2 separate regions of the Gasterosteus aculeatus genome follow, and region 2 is linked to region 1. The links are chromatin contacts, called in public Hi-C maps. All regions are on one chromosome and are shown on one strand. The core of a region is the stretch at or near the end of the contact, and the rest is flanking DNA. Distances in the headings are between cores, read along the strand shown.

Region 1 (6,131 bases), core at 787-3,286:
AAAAGTCACAGGTGTTCCCAGCCCTGGGACATGGCTTACTGGCCCCCTTTTTCTTTTTTCTTTTTTAAAGCTCCTCAAATGGAAAGATGGATTCCTTTTAGATTTGGAAATATGTGGTCACTCCCCCTTTCTGGATGGAACCAAAGGGCTGATATTACAGTGCGGCATGTCTGAAGAGAATTCATGTCCCTTGTCTTTCCATGAGTCTGTCATTCCAATCACAAAGCCTTATGACAAAACCGTGCTCCGTCAACACTGAGCTGATTTAGCACAGGTCAGTTCTCTTGGCATGCTTGGGTTTGGTCCTCTGTTCAGACCGGCCTGCTCGACCGATTTTGTGGTCACTGTCGGAGGCGCCTTTGCCCTCCTCTGCTGCTCCTCTTAACCTATTTTATTGAAGTCTGCAAGGAGCTGAACAGTACGGACTCCATGATTTCACCAGGTTTTTCCTGTTTCTCAGTTTGTGCTCATGCATACAAATTGGCCCTGGCGTGACAGAGCAGCGGGGTTCTTGGTGGAAAATCAATCTTCTCTGAGTGCTGTTTGATGAATGCACCATATTCTCAAAGTATCAATCCAGACAAAAACATTTTTTCTCCTGATACGCTGTGTAATGACTTGCTTACCTGCTTGCTCAGGCATCTTCTGGGCATCTTCTATGCTTTTTCCACAAGGCTCCTCCTGTGGTCTGCCGGGTCCTGAGCAGAGTTCACCTCAGTGTATCAGACAGGCGTGGTACGGTTCACTGCGAGGGTTGCAGTCTTGGCAGATTATTATTATTTTTGTCTCAACCTCTCTGTGAGTTTGGATATCCAGGGGAAAAACGACAAGAAAATCCGGTGCATCACTGCGGGGGCGAACTGACAGGTTCTCTACAGATAACTAATTTGGTTAGTGTCTCCGGTCCACATTTTGGCCATTTCAAAAGTATGAACCATCGATTGCAGGGGGTCCCAAAGAGCCAGATGGGAACAGGTGTCTTGGCGGCGTCCTTCGGCAGCAGAAAGTCCGATGGGACTCACGGTCCACCCGGATCCAGTACTTCTAACTCTTCAACATGAGAGACACAAAACTTGGCCTATCCACCTGCTGCTGCTTCTTTTTTATTTTGAGCACTAAAGGGAGCCCAAGGCCGTAGGGTCCTGGTAACTGAGCTCGACCGGGCCACGGTCCATAGGAGCAATAGCCAACCGAAAGGCTCAGACCTAATTGTTTTCCATTCCAAAGGTTTCAAATGAAGCTTGTGCCGATGGCAGGACTTAGCTGGGCTTGTTGAGGCTGTTGATGTCATTATGTCATTAACTCGTTGACCGTGGAAACATTTGGAAAAATGTGGTGTTCTTTGAGAGCAAAATGAAGAGGCTGTCTCTGAATTTTGTCAGAAAATAGTTTAGTCATATACACATTGGTTGTATGGACATGAAACACGCCTCGGTTGTCGTCCTCTTGTTGTGCTTTCTGAGGTCAGCAACTGCAGCGTGGAGATCTTAATGAGCCGAGGCCTTTTTGTCTGTGACAACCGCGTCTTCCTTTGCCTGCTGTCTCTGACTTCTCGAGGTTTGGATATGCTTCACAGGCTTGTTGCATTGGCCTCAGCGGATAAAGTCTCCTTTGTCTTTAGCTGAACGCTGAATAAAAGGTGTGTGTGGGGTGCTGTGTGATGTGATGCTGTCTCGTGTTCAAAGCAACCTTTTCAGCGTGTTATCTCATTAGCACCGTGAGTCTACTGTGAGCGTACTGCATGCACACACGGACCATTAAGTGAGCCCTTTATTGTCAACTTCTGGCTCACCTACACACAAATTACCATGGTTACTGGCATGCCAGGTATTACTCTCTCATAACACAGAACACAGTGTTCGCTGGGGACTGACACGCGCGTGCATGTGGCCTGTGGGCCATCTCTCAAGTAGCCTCTAAAATGCTGTGTTCTCTCCTCGCAGGGCTCCATGGCATAAAGCCTGTGCTCCCATTCAGCCAGTCCCTGGGGAGGAGCCCAGCACTCTGACACCCCGCTGCCACTTTCCACAGCCCGAGGGAAACCAGGAAGCGGCCGGCAGGAGCCATGCCCGCGCTGGCCACCGGAGCCGGCCACGAGCCAGGTACTGTACGGACGCCTTTGGGCCAAAGTCCTTTTTCCATTCACATTTTTTAAGTCTACCATCCCTTGGTGCACAAAACGGATTAAATCATCTCGGACTTTGATCAGGTTATTTACATGAAGTACATTTATGTTTAAGAATCAGTACATCCTGGCACTGAGCTGCCACTTCAATTTGAAATTGGAACAGATTTTTCCTGAATCTTTAATTGACACGAGGGCACCTTCTAAAAACTGAGGTTGGAAAAGTCCATTTACACTGTATTTCACTCCCCAACCAAAAACGCACCATCGCAAATATTCCCAACCTACAGTTTATCAACAGAGCTAAAGTACTTGCGGGTGTACGCACGTCAAGCTTTTCAACACAAAGCCAACTGCCAGAAATCACGACTTCTTCTCCTCCTCCTCCTCTCAGTCTGGCCTAATGGTCGACTACATCATCAACACGCACAAACACAGAGGACCCAACAAAGGTAGCAGGGTAGCAAAAAGGACAAAAGCTGTGATCTGATGGATGGATAAAGAGCGTGTGCTCTTCTCAGCTCTTTTAACAGAGTTGCCGTAGCTCCCTCTGTCCTGGAAAATGTGTGCAGACAAAGTAGAAAGCCAGACCGTCAATTACGATTGGAGTCATTTTGGGCAATTACCGTCGTGGGCTCAGGTTTCCAAATAAAACCCGTAAACACTCCGTGGGCCCATCTCCTCTGCTGTCCCCCTGATGGTCTTGTGAAGTCGACTGTGCAGGTGGAACACAATGACCGTTAGCTGGCCAATCCTCACAGGTCTCGGTGAGCTCACTGATACTTGTGGCCGGCCCGGCATTTGGATCACAGGGCATCGGGGCCACAGGGTGGTATTCCTCTCGGCGTAGCAGTGATTCAGTTGAATTCACAGCGAGCGCTCCGTGGAGATGATGTATCTGAGATCCAGTGACGTGTGGTGATGTCAGTAAGGGGCTAGGCTATGCAAAACCAGATTACCTAATTTGTTGTTTAGGCTAACACGTCGAAACAGTAGCGTTAAATGTTACGCACAATGAACAAGCACAGCAAACACGGTCAATATCAAGAAATTTCCAATCAGGATGACATATCGTGTACTGCTCGCTCGCACACACACCTTTTGCTGCAGCAGTCCATCTAAGGCTAGCATAGACCTCCCTCTTTCTATGAACTCCTTTTTGGAATTAAAATAGAGTTTGGAGAAATTCCTCAATTCTGTGATATATCGGCGGACACCGCTGCTGTCATTTCAACTTTTACAACGTATCTGGTGTAGTGACATCAACTGCGCAGATGTCCAGTAATATATTGATTTGAATTGGTCCATGTTTGACACGTAACGTAGGATTACTGGCATAACACATTTACGTGCAAAGGCACAGCAGAGTTGTGCTTTTTGCCGTACATGTTGAAGAATACAGGATCGAAGTGCGCATGCGCAACACAAGTTTTTTGTTTGTCGTCCAACATGAATGAACAGTAAAAGCACTGCTTATCCTACCATTTCTTTTGTATTTGATTATGCATAACTGCTACATATGTCATTGTAACGTCTAAACAATTGGAATAACACACATACTGCATATATAAATCCCAAAAATAAACAGCAAAGATACACATACAAGTTTGATGCTCTGATGAACATTTTTATGTTTGATTTTTGGCAGAGTAGGCAGTGCCTACCCACACTGCACGTCACTGCTGAGATCTGTTGTATTAATTAGTTACTGTAAGAGACTAACCCGCCAGCTTAATATATACTAGTTGTTATAGACACTCTCCTCTACTAATTCTCTTTTTCAAGATGAATGAACAAAATGTAATTGTTTCCACTGTTTAGCAGCATATTAAGAACGTTAATTCAGCATCTATAAGCGGGACCCTGCGTACTCCTAGACGTTAGACGTGTAGGCAGCAACACCTCTGTGAACGAGCATACATCCATTGAGACCAACAATAGCTCCTCCACAAGCGCCGGCTGCCAGTAATCACAGAGACACGCCTGCATCCTGCCAGGGCCTTACTTTTGTTGCATTAGCAGCCCTGCCATCTACACACCAGTCACCACACACCCAGTCACACCGTCACACACACACACACACACACAGAAAATGAAGTACCGGGCCGGCGCTTTTAACATAATGGGGAAAATATTATCATTAATTTAACCATTCTTTAGTAGCAGCTCTATTTCATCAGCAGGTTTTTTAGATGTGTAGATCTTATTAGAACGCTCATTATTGGAGTTGTTTGGAGAGCAAACATGTGGGCAGACAAACAGGGCACATGTAAAACCATACCAGTTCTCTCTCTCTCTCTCTCGGCCCAAATAAACAAAAGGCCTCTGTGCGAATTGGATTCTAATAAATGAGACCGGGAAAGAAAAATAAAAAAAAGAAGTGAGAAAATTAATGTGAAAAACAATAAAGTGTTGGATAAGTGACCTTTTTAATATATGACCAGGGGGAATGTTGGAGAGAGTGTCCTGGTGATTGGGTTACCGTGGAGTCATTCCACTGTGTGACCTTCATGAAGGCTTTGGTAGCAGATTAACGGCGGGGGCTTTTACTTGATGACGCTGGCTCTGTTTGAGACATTTGTCCAGTGCATATCTGATCTACGAACGCACAACCGTTCACGTTGTTATAAGGCGGCCAAGAAGAGACAGAAATTGAGCTTTTAATTTGCACAATTAAAAGCTCATTTTTTATTGCGATTTAGGTGTTTGTTACACCTCGCAGGCCGGATCATGGGAAGACTGCTCCGTGGAGGCAATGAGTCTAAGCTTTGCTCTGATTAGCCTGAACCCCCCCCCCCCACACACACACACCCACACACAACTAACGGCAATGCAGCTGCTCTCCTCCAGACCACTTCTGTATAGTCACTTCCCTGCTCGGCCGGGGACCAATAGCCGTTGCGCCTTCGTTCAGTTTGGCCCGACTGGTCTCACTTTCTTCAGCCCCCACTCTGAGATCTTCAGATGGTGGAACCCAGCCCACTCCTCAGTCTGTTGCACATGATTTATCTCCCCACTGAGCTACGTTTGCTGCAAGGTTAAGTTACCAAATTTGACTGTACTTTGTTTTATTTTTTTATTTTACACAGTGTGGCTGTCTGTGTTTTGAAGCATTTATAAGTAACCACTTTTTATATATAGAAAAAGAGCCCCCATTCATATTTAAGAACTGATGCTACCGTCGGAACACAATGGCAAATAGGAAAACACAACGTCAATTTGGTAAACACAACTTTTATTTACAACACCTAAATATAATTGAACAACAAAACACCGGTAAAACAATGGTGAAACACTAGTAGGACACTTTTAAGACAAACATCGCCATCTCTCCGTGACTTCCTGCTGCTCTCACTTCCCCCCCTCATCACAGGCTCTCAGTCCCGCCACTGATTTATTGATTGCCAATATATCTAGAAAGCGCCATTTCTCAGCTTTCAGAAGCCGATTGTGCAAATAGTTAAGGAGTCACGGTAATTTGAATCCTCCATGTCACTTTCCGTTGCTGGCGAAAGGCTTCGGATTAAGAGGGTTAAAAGACAGACAGACAGTCAGTCCGTCTGTCCAATCAGAGGGGTCCGTCCTCTGCTATCTGCTATAAGGCCCTACCCTTTCCGTAAGAAGTTAATGTTGTCGTGCTTTCCTATAGAATTTTCCTAAAGTCCTAATCTCTATCATGCAGAAATTGAAGAAATTTCTAATAAATTGTGACTTTTTTTTCATTTTTCAGGTTTAAGTAATATAATATATGATATAATGGTAGGAAAAAAACGGATGTATGTATGTATGTGTATATAGGTATGATGAATGAAATATACCTTCGGAGTTAATGACCACTAAAATGTCCTCCTGCATCCAGTTCCACATGAGTCTGAAAATGTCTGCGTGCAGTGTCACGTGAGACCTGTAGTTGGTGGAGTACTACCCCGCCCCAGCTCTTGATGAGGGCTGTGCAGTAATGGCAGCTTGTTGTCTGTGGACGAGGAGCTCCCTCAATCAATCACTC
Region 2 (6,217 bases), core at 2,704-5,203, 190 kb after region 1:
ACTAAAATACATTAATTTAGATCGAGTGATCTCTGATTAAATAAGATTAAGTCTGACTCAGAGAACTTGAGTCAATGAGGGAGGCTAGAGTCCAAAAAAGACATCTGTGTGGCAAAGATTCCCAGCCGGGAAAGTAGAAAGAAAAAAAAAAAAATCCAGAAATCCAGAAAAGAGTGTTTCAACTTTTAGTGGTATCTGTGGTTTTAGTGGCTTAAACAGACAGCACTGTGAGCTAAAAAATAATCCCCTAACTAGGAAACTTCAACATTCCAATTCATCAGTAAGAGTGGCAATCTGGAGTTGTTTAATGAATGGGTACCTTAAATGCTTTAAAAAAGGTGGCTAAAGCAGGTGTGTCCTCATAGCTGAATTTACAGTTGCACCAGAAATTTGCAAAAGCCTCCACATAATTACTAAATCACGTACCACTAAGTTCAAAATGTCCCGGGAGAAGAAGAATAGACTCCTGCTGCAGGAATGTTTTCCAAACACCTCGTAGACTTAAATAAATCAAACCACTCTGTGGCTCTGTGGCTGTGTGTACCATGTGGTACTATGGTAGCATACTTCCAGCTCGCCAAGTGCTCACACCTTCTTACTGCTGACAGCCCACATTAGGGAACTTGGCCAGCTTGATTTTGATCCCAGTACATAAAAGAAAAACAATTCAGATATTTAATTATTTGCATAATTATTTAATTGAATTCTTTGTTCAGTAAGATGTGAAGTATCTGCCAGCAGCCTCAGCATGGCTGACTACATGAACAATGTCCTATGCTATATTTAATCTTTTATTGGTTTACACTCCCTGGTTACATTGCTTGGAACAATATTTGCAATCTAGTTATACCCAAGCCACATATTGTGCCTTTATAGAGCTTGTAATAACCAGTTATTTGTTTTTCTTTTGTAAAAGGTGTGAATTTAACTGCATATTGTTATTGAGGTCATATTTAGTGATGTGTTGTTGTATATGGATATGTATAAAATACAATCTAGCTGAACATTCCTGTAGGAGCCAATTGTCAATTGTTGGTGCCATTCTTTTGTCGTTTACGATAATTGAGTTACATGGTGTTGGGGATGGTAATGGGGATGAATGTTTGTCCGAAGTTTAGTGTGGGAAAAGGGAGGAGAGGGGGTGAGAGGCATTTTTTATTCACCGCTAAAATTGCGCTACATTACGTTATACTTATGCTGATTACTATATTCATGGTATTGGCATCCTTAACTCTGGCGACCAAATCAGTCCTGCAGAGAAAGTATATTCAGCAGTCATGAATGTGTGCTATCCGTCACGTTATGTATTTGTTTTCCAAAAATAAACAACAAAGCGACTGTGTCATCATCGAAGGAAGTGCGTCCGCAGGATAACCCCCCCCCTCTCAGGCGGTCGGTGACTACTTAGAAAATCCAATTGTCACTAGAATCGTGTAAACTGCAACCTCATTAAAAAATATATATGATATGACGTGGGTAACAATATTTCTCAATGACCTAATGGAATAAATGTGAACAATTTTGTACGCCTTTTCATGAGTAACCAAAATGTGTTGCTTGTTTGTATACAACTCCCTGGGGTCTGAGTTTAGACCATTAAAGTGTGTCGCTCCTATTGACTCCACTGATAACGAGCACAAACCTCCCTTTTATTTGACTATTTAATAAACAGACTTCATGGTCACTCACCTATTGTTGCCGTTTGCTCTGGGTCAAATGTGTCATCTGTGAATCTCAAGAGGAGGCTGTCGGAAAGAGAACAATAATTTCTTTAGGACTCACTATGAATCACTAACAAACACAGCAGAAAGAATTCATCCCGTACTTCTACTCCACAGATTGAAGCTTTTGGTCTGTAAACAGGTTTCCATTTGTTTTGTTCACGTAACCAGTCTTATGGCACCCGCCACGTCCAATTCCGTATCTGTATCTCTTTCTATTGATGTCTTTGTCCTCATATTGCGTCATGCAAATATGATGAGATCATATTCGAGATGATATCACCGCTAGATTTCACTCAGAGGGACAGGGTTCACGTAACTATGACTAATCGAGTGCAAAGGCCTTAATCACTGTGCTGATGATGAGGATAAGTAGACTCCTTTCACTTGAACCGAGCATAATTCTCTTATTTTTCCTAAAGGATTATCAGGAGGGATGCAGCCGATGAGCTCGGCTCAGAGACTGCCAAGTTAGAAATGTGTTCTGCGTGGGCTGGTTGATCAGGTAAAACAAAGCTTGTGTATTCCTCGCCAAGCAGACGTTTCCCTGGAGATTTAAGGGCTACAACCAAATAGAAGGAAACAGATGAAATATATGTGCTATTTAAACCTTTGCCTGGCCGGTGTACCTGCTTGACAATAGCTAAAGGCCCAGGATAATTTAAATGACATTTGAAACTATTCATAGTTTCATTTGTTTATTATATTAAGGAAAAGCCAATTTAAAGGTAATTCTGGAAAGCATGCTCTTGGCCCCAATTATGTACTAGCAGCTGTTTTCTGGAAGTATAAGCAGACGCAGGTCAATGTTATGGTGTTTCTCATCTGTGCTCAATACAGAGCTGAAAGTAAACTAGCTCTTATTGAAGAGGATGTTTCTACCCTTAAACCAAAATAGGCACAGACCCAAGAGGTTACAATACAAGGATAATACCCCAAAAGCTGAATAGAGGAAGCAAACATTTGAGGTGTCCAACAACCGTGTGGGCTAAAACGAAGAGTGTATATGCATACATTACATGATGGTGAAGACCCGAATCCTGTGATTACTACACAATGCAATACAAGCATTAGTGTAACAGCCGGAGGCTTTGTTCTCACTCTGAGGTGGAAGATCATCTTTGGCCAGACGGTTTTACTTGTAATGAAGCTTTCCCCAGAGCTGCGTGCAACTCATTACCTCCATGCCGTGATAAGACAATGGAAGGCAAGCTGTGCTCAATAACACAGTGTGCAATGTGATGGTTGATGGCTCAGGCTGCCTGTCTGCATTCTTTCACGCAGTCCAGACCACAGTCTTGGAGACCAGCAAACACGAATACGCACCATTTTGGCATACTACACAATACAAAAGTGCCAGAATCATATTGGTAAAAAGAAGAGCAGTCTGCTTCGGATATTATAGTCACGGCATAATCATAGTCACTAAAACATGACTAGAATCACAGTAAACTATTTCGACATTCGCCTGTTGAACCAGCTCATCCTTGAGAAGCTACAATGCAGTAAGATCAGATCCAGCCATCACTATAACACACAGTGTGTCCACATAGTGTGTTTCTTCTAACATAATGTAGGCTTATATAACTGTCCTCACCCATGGCCGCGTAGCCACGACACAGGCTGGAAGGAGTGACGTCAGATCGCAACATCTTCAGACGTGAACAAAGATGATGTCACACACTGGAGGCTAGCGAGGTTAGCCGGACAGCTAGCACACCACCAAGCCGTGTTATCTCAGAATATAACAGCTGGAGTGTTTATGTCAAAGAAAAGCAGTCGAGCTGTCTTCGTAATGTTAAAGTACGCATTATATTTTCACCTCACTATATATAACGTTGACTGCTAATCCAACAGTAGTTAGCTTACTAACGTTAGCGGGGTGCCACGACATTCATTTCTTGGAGATAATTATCTTATGTTACAGCTTACCTGGACTTTCCGACACCACTTTCTCCTATTATCAATATTTTCAGCGTCGTTAGTGTGTCGTCTTCCATGTTCCTTGAGCGGTGAGACGTGCTACTGTCGATGAACGGCTCCGGCAGCCTGTTTAAAGCGACGCTCGTACCTCTCGTTGGTGTTTACAGCTGGCAGCAGAGACAGCGCGCGCCTCGGTGAGAGGTCTCACTCTGATCTCATCCGGTACGACTTTTTGGCACTTCCGCTCGATAGAGCTACAACGTGCACGCATGTTCTCATTACACAACAAAGACCGCCGCATTGGGATTCATATCCATTTCAATAAACAATGTCTGCATCATAAACTTTTTAGTATAAAATTTACTCAAATGTGTGTGAGTTACTAAGAAATTAGACCAAATTGGTATCCGACATGTTTCTGCCAGTGTTGCAGTATCAGTAAAATGTCTATTGATTATTGACTTCATCATTATGTCACACGTTCCAATATTATTCGAACTACTAATATAAACTATTAATAAAAATTAGTTTGTCCATTATTTACTCTTATTAATCTTACTCCAGATTTGCATCTGAGATTTATCATAGAACATGTGTTATCTTATAGTGATAGACAGGGAGAACGACAGACAGTTTTTGTATTTTATTTAATAAATAACTCAAACCGTATTGGGAGAGAACAAAGTATTAAAACAAAAGGCACTTTGAAAGAAATGGTGTAACGGCTTGTGTGTTGTACTTCGAAAGCGCTTGGTAGGTGAAAGCGAGGTGATTCACGTGACGTCCGAACCAATACTCCTGTCTGAGTCTTACAATCTCAAAGAAACATAAAAAATGTCACTGACAAATTTGACTCACACGAACAAGTTCTACAGTTCACGGAACAAGTTAACGTAAAACATGTTTTTGGCGTACTTGACGATCATACAGGAAAGGACCTGAGAGGGTTACTGCAGTTAACAAGCCCGACAATATTCATCAGTTCTTTGTGTCATTAATATACAATTGCTCACACTTTCTGAATTTTAACAAGTATTATACAGTTCCTTTGTGATAGTACATCAATAATTTGAATGATGATAATTGATATTAATCTTCATCCTATGTATTTACTCTTAGAATAGATAACAGTTCATAATAAGAGTGCAATAAAATGTGTCTCCAAGCTGCAGATCAAAACTACATTTACAACCGCTGTATAGTATCCTCTGATTCAACGTAATCGTCCAGTCCAAGTTATAATGTGACATTATTCAATACTTCCTTTTGCAGTTGTTATGTTTTCAGTCACACACACACGCACACACACACACACACACACACACACACACACACACACACACACACACACAGACTCTCTCACACTGACTGGCCTTATGTGCTACTATGGCTGACAGCTACACATTAAAGCTAAATCCCGTCTGACCACAGGATGTCAGTGCACAGAGAGGGACGAGCACACAGAGAAGCTGAGAGGTTCTTGCACATACATCCTATATACATAGTGTCCACATGGTGTTGCTCAAAACTAAAATATAAATCCTGTGCCCATAACAGTCTTCCAGCAGGAAAAAGACACCTTCATGTTATTTTTCTTTTTCCAAATAAGCAAATTAAAATATATACTCATACTGTACATCCCGAATAGAACAAATGCATATAAATTGTTAGTGTTAGTAAAAACGCATGATGCAGTGGCCGCATGGTGTGTTATACTGGTGAAGCATAAGAGGACATTACATAAATTCGACCACAGCCCCCCCCCCCCTCCAAACTTGATAGTAGAGTTCATTAAAAATTATGATGTCATCATTTTCCTTCGTATTTGGGATTGACCACCGTTGTGACAGCACTTTTGTAGATGGGATTTTCACCCTGGAGAGGAGAAACAAAAGTAAGAAATCACGTTATTACTCAGGACTAAAAATGCCATGTTTTTGTTAGAGGTTTTCTGACGCATTTATCAAATCACACAGAAAAACCAATGCAGCAAACAAACCGAACATCCTTCAGTTACTGTACAAGTTAATCATTTGGATCACCCTTAGCACACAGCCATGCTTTTGTGATGGATTACAAAATATGGGGAGGTACCAGTTTTTCATCGTATTTAAAACATCATTTATACTCTTAATAACCTCACACTAAAGTTTTGTGATCTTTTAGCTGTATCGATTGTCCGAGCACACTCATGCACGTATGTTTTACAACTTTTGAGGCAACATTTCTCTTATTACCACCTATTTGTGTTCTGAAAAGAAACGAAAAGAAAAGGTATCGACCGAGTGAAATCAAGACACACGTAGACAGCCCATGCAGGAACGTGACGTGGAAAGGAGAGGAAATACAAACTTAATGGGCATCAGCTTTACGTCCATATTGTGGGTTCTGGAACTGATTGACAGGACTCTTGTATATTGGGTTTTCTTGCTACAGGTGAAGAATTAGGTCAGAATAAAGTTCAACAGGGAAAACACAGGAAAAAAAGGAACACAAAATGGCTGTATGAAAGAAGAGAAGAGTCCGGTGACAATTATGAAAAGAGGGAATGTTGGTGATAAATCCGGTGTACA

What was found. Hi-C and Micro-C count contacts between places; a contact is called where the count stands out from the background.
Region 2: a Hi-C map of skeletal muscle shows a contact between it and region 1, with 2.7 times the contacts expected there. The contact joins the promoter of rab18a here to the enhancer-like site in region 1. A contact is called at or near these places in 2 of 6 Hi-C or Micro-C datasets (both in skeletal muscle).

Annotation. Positions count from the first base shown.
Region 1 is chr21:8,444,620-8,450,750 of fGasAcu3.hap1.1, forward strand. mpp7a (MAGUK p55 scaffold protein 7a) reads left to right here. Exons shown (of 17, transcript XM_078096984.1): 2 at 1,944-2,102. The coding sequence starts at 2,066. Among protein-coding and RNA genes, the nearest start is that of LOC144390473, 15 kb to the right of the region's middle. Within about 2 kb of position 2,037, at least 2 of the 9 cell types and tissues checked have open chromatin away from gene starts, as enhancers often do.
Region 2 is chr21:8,632,212-8,638,428 of fGasAcu3.hap1.1, forward strand. It overlaps rab18a (RAB18A, member RAS oncogene family), which reads right to left and starts at 3,954. Exons shown (of 7, transcript XM_040166900.2): 1 at 3,654-3,954; 2 at 1,690-1,745. The coding sequence starts at 3,721. itgb1a (integrin, beta 1a) reads right to left here. Exons shown (of 16, transcript XM_040166899.2): 16 at 4,273-5,519. The coding sequence ends at 5,454.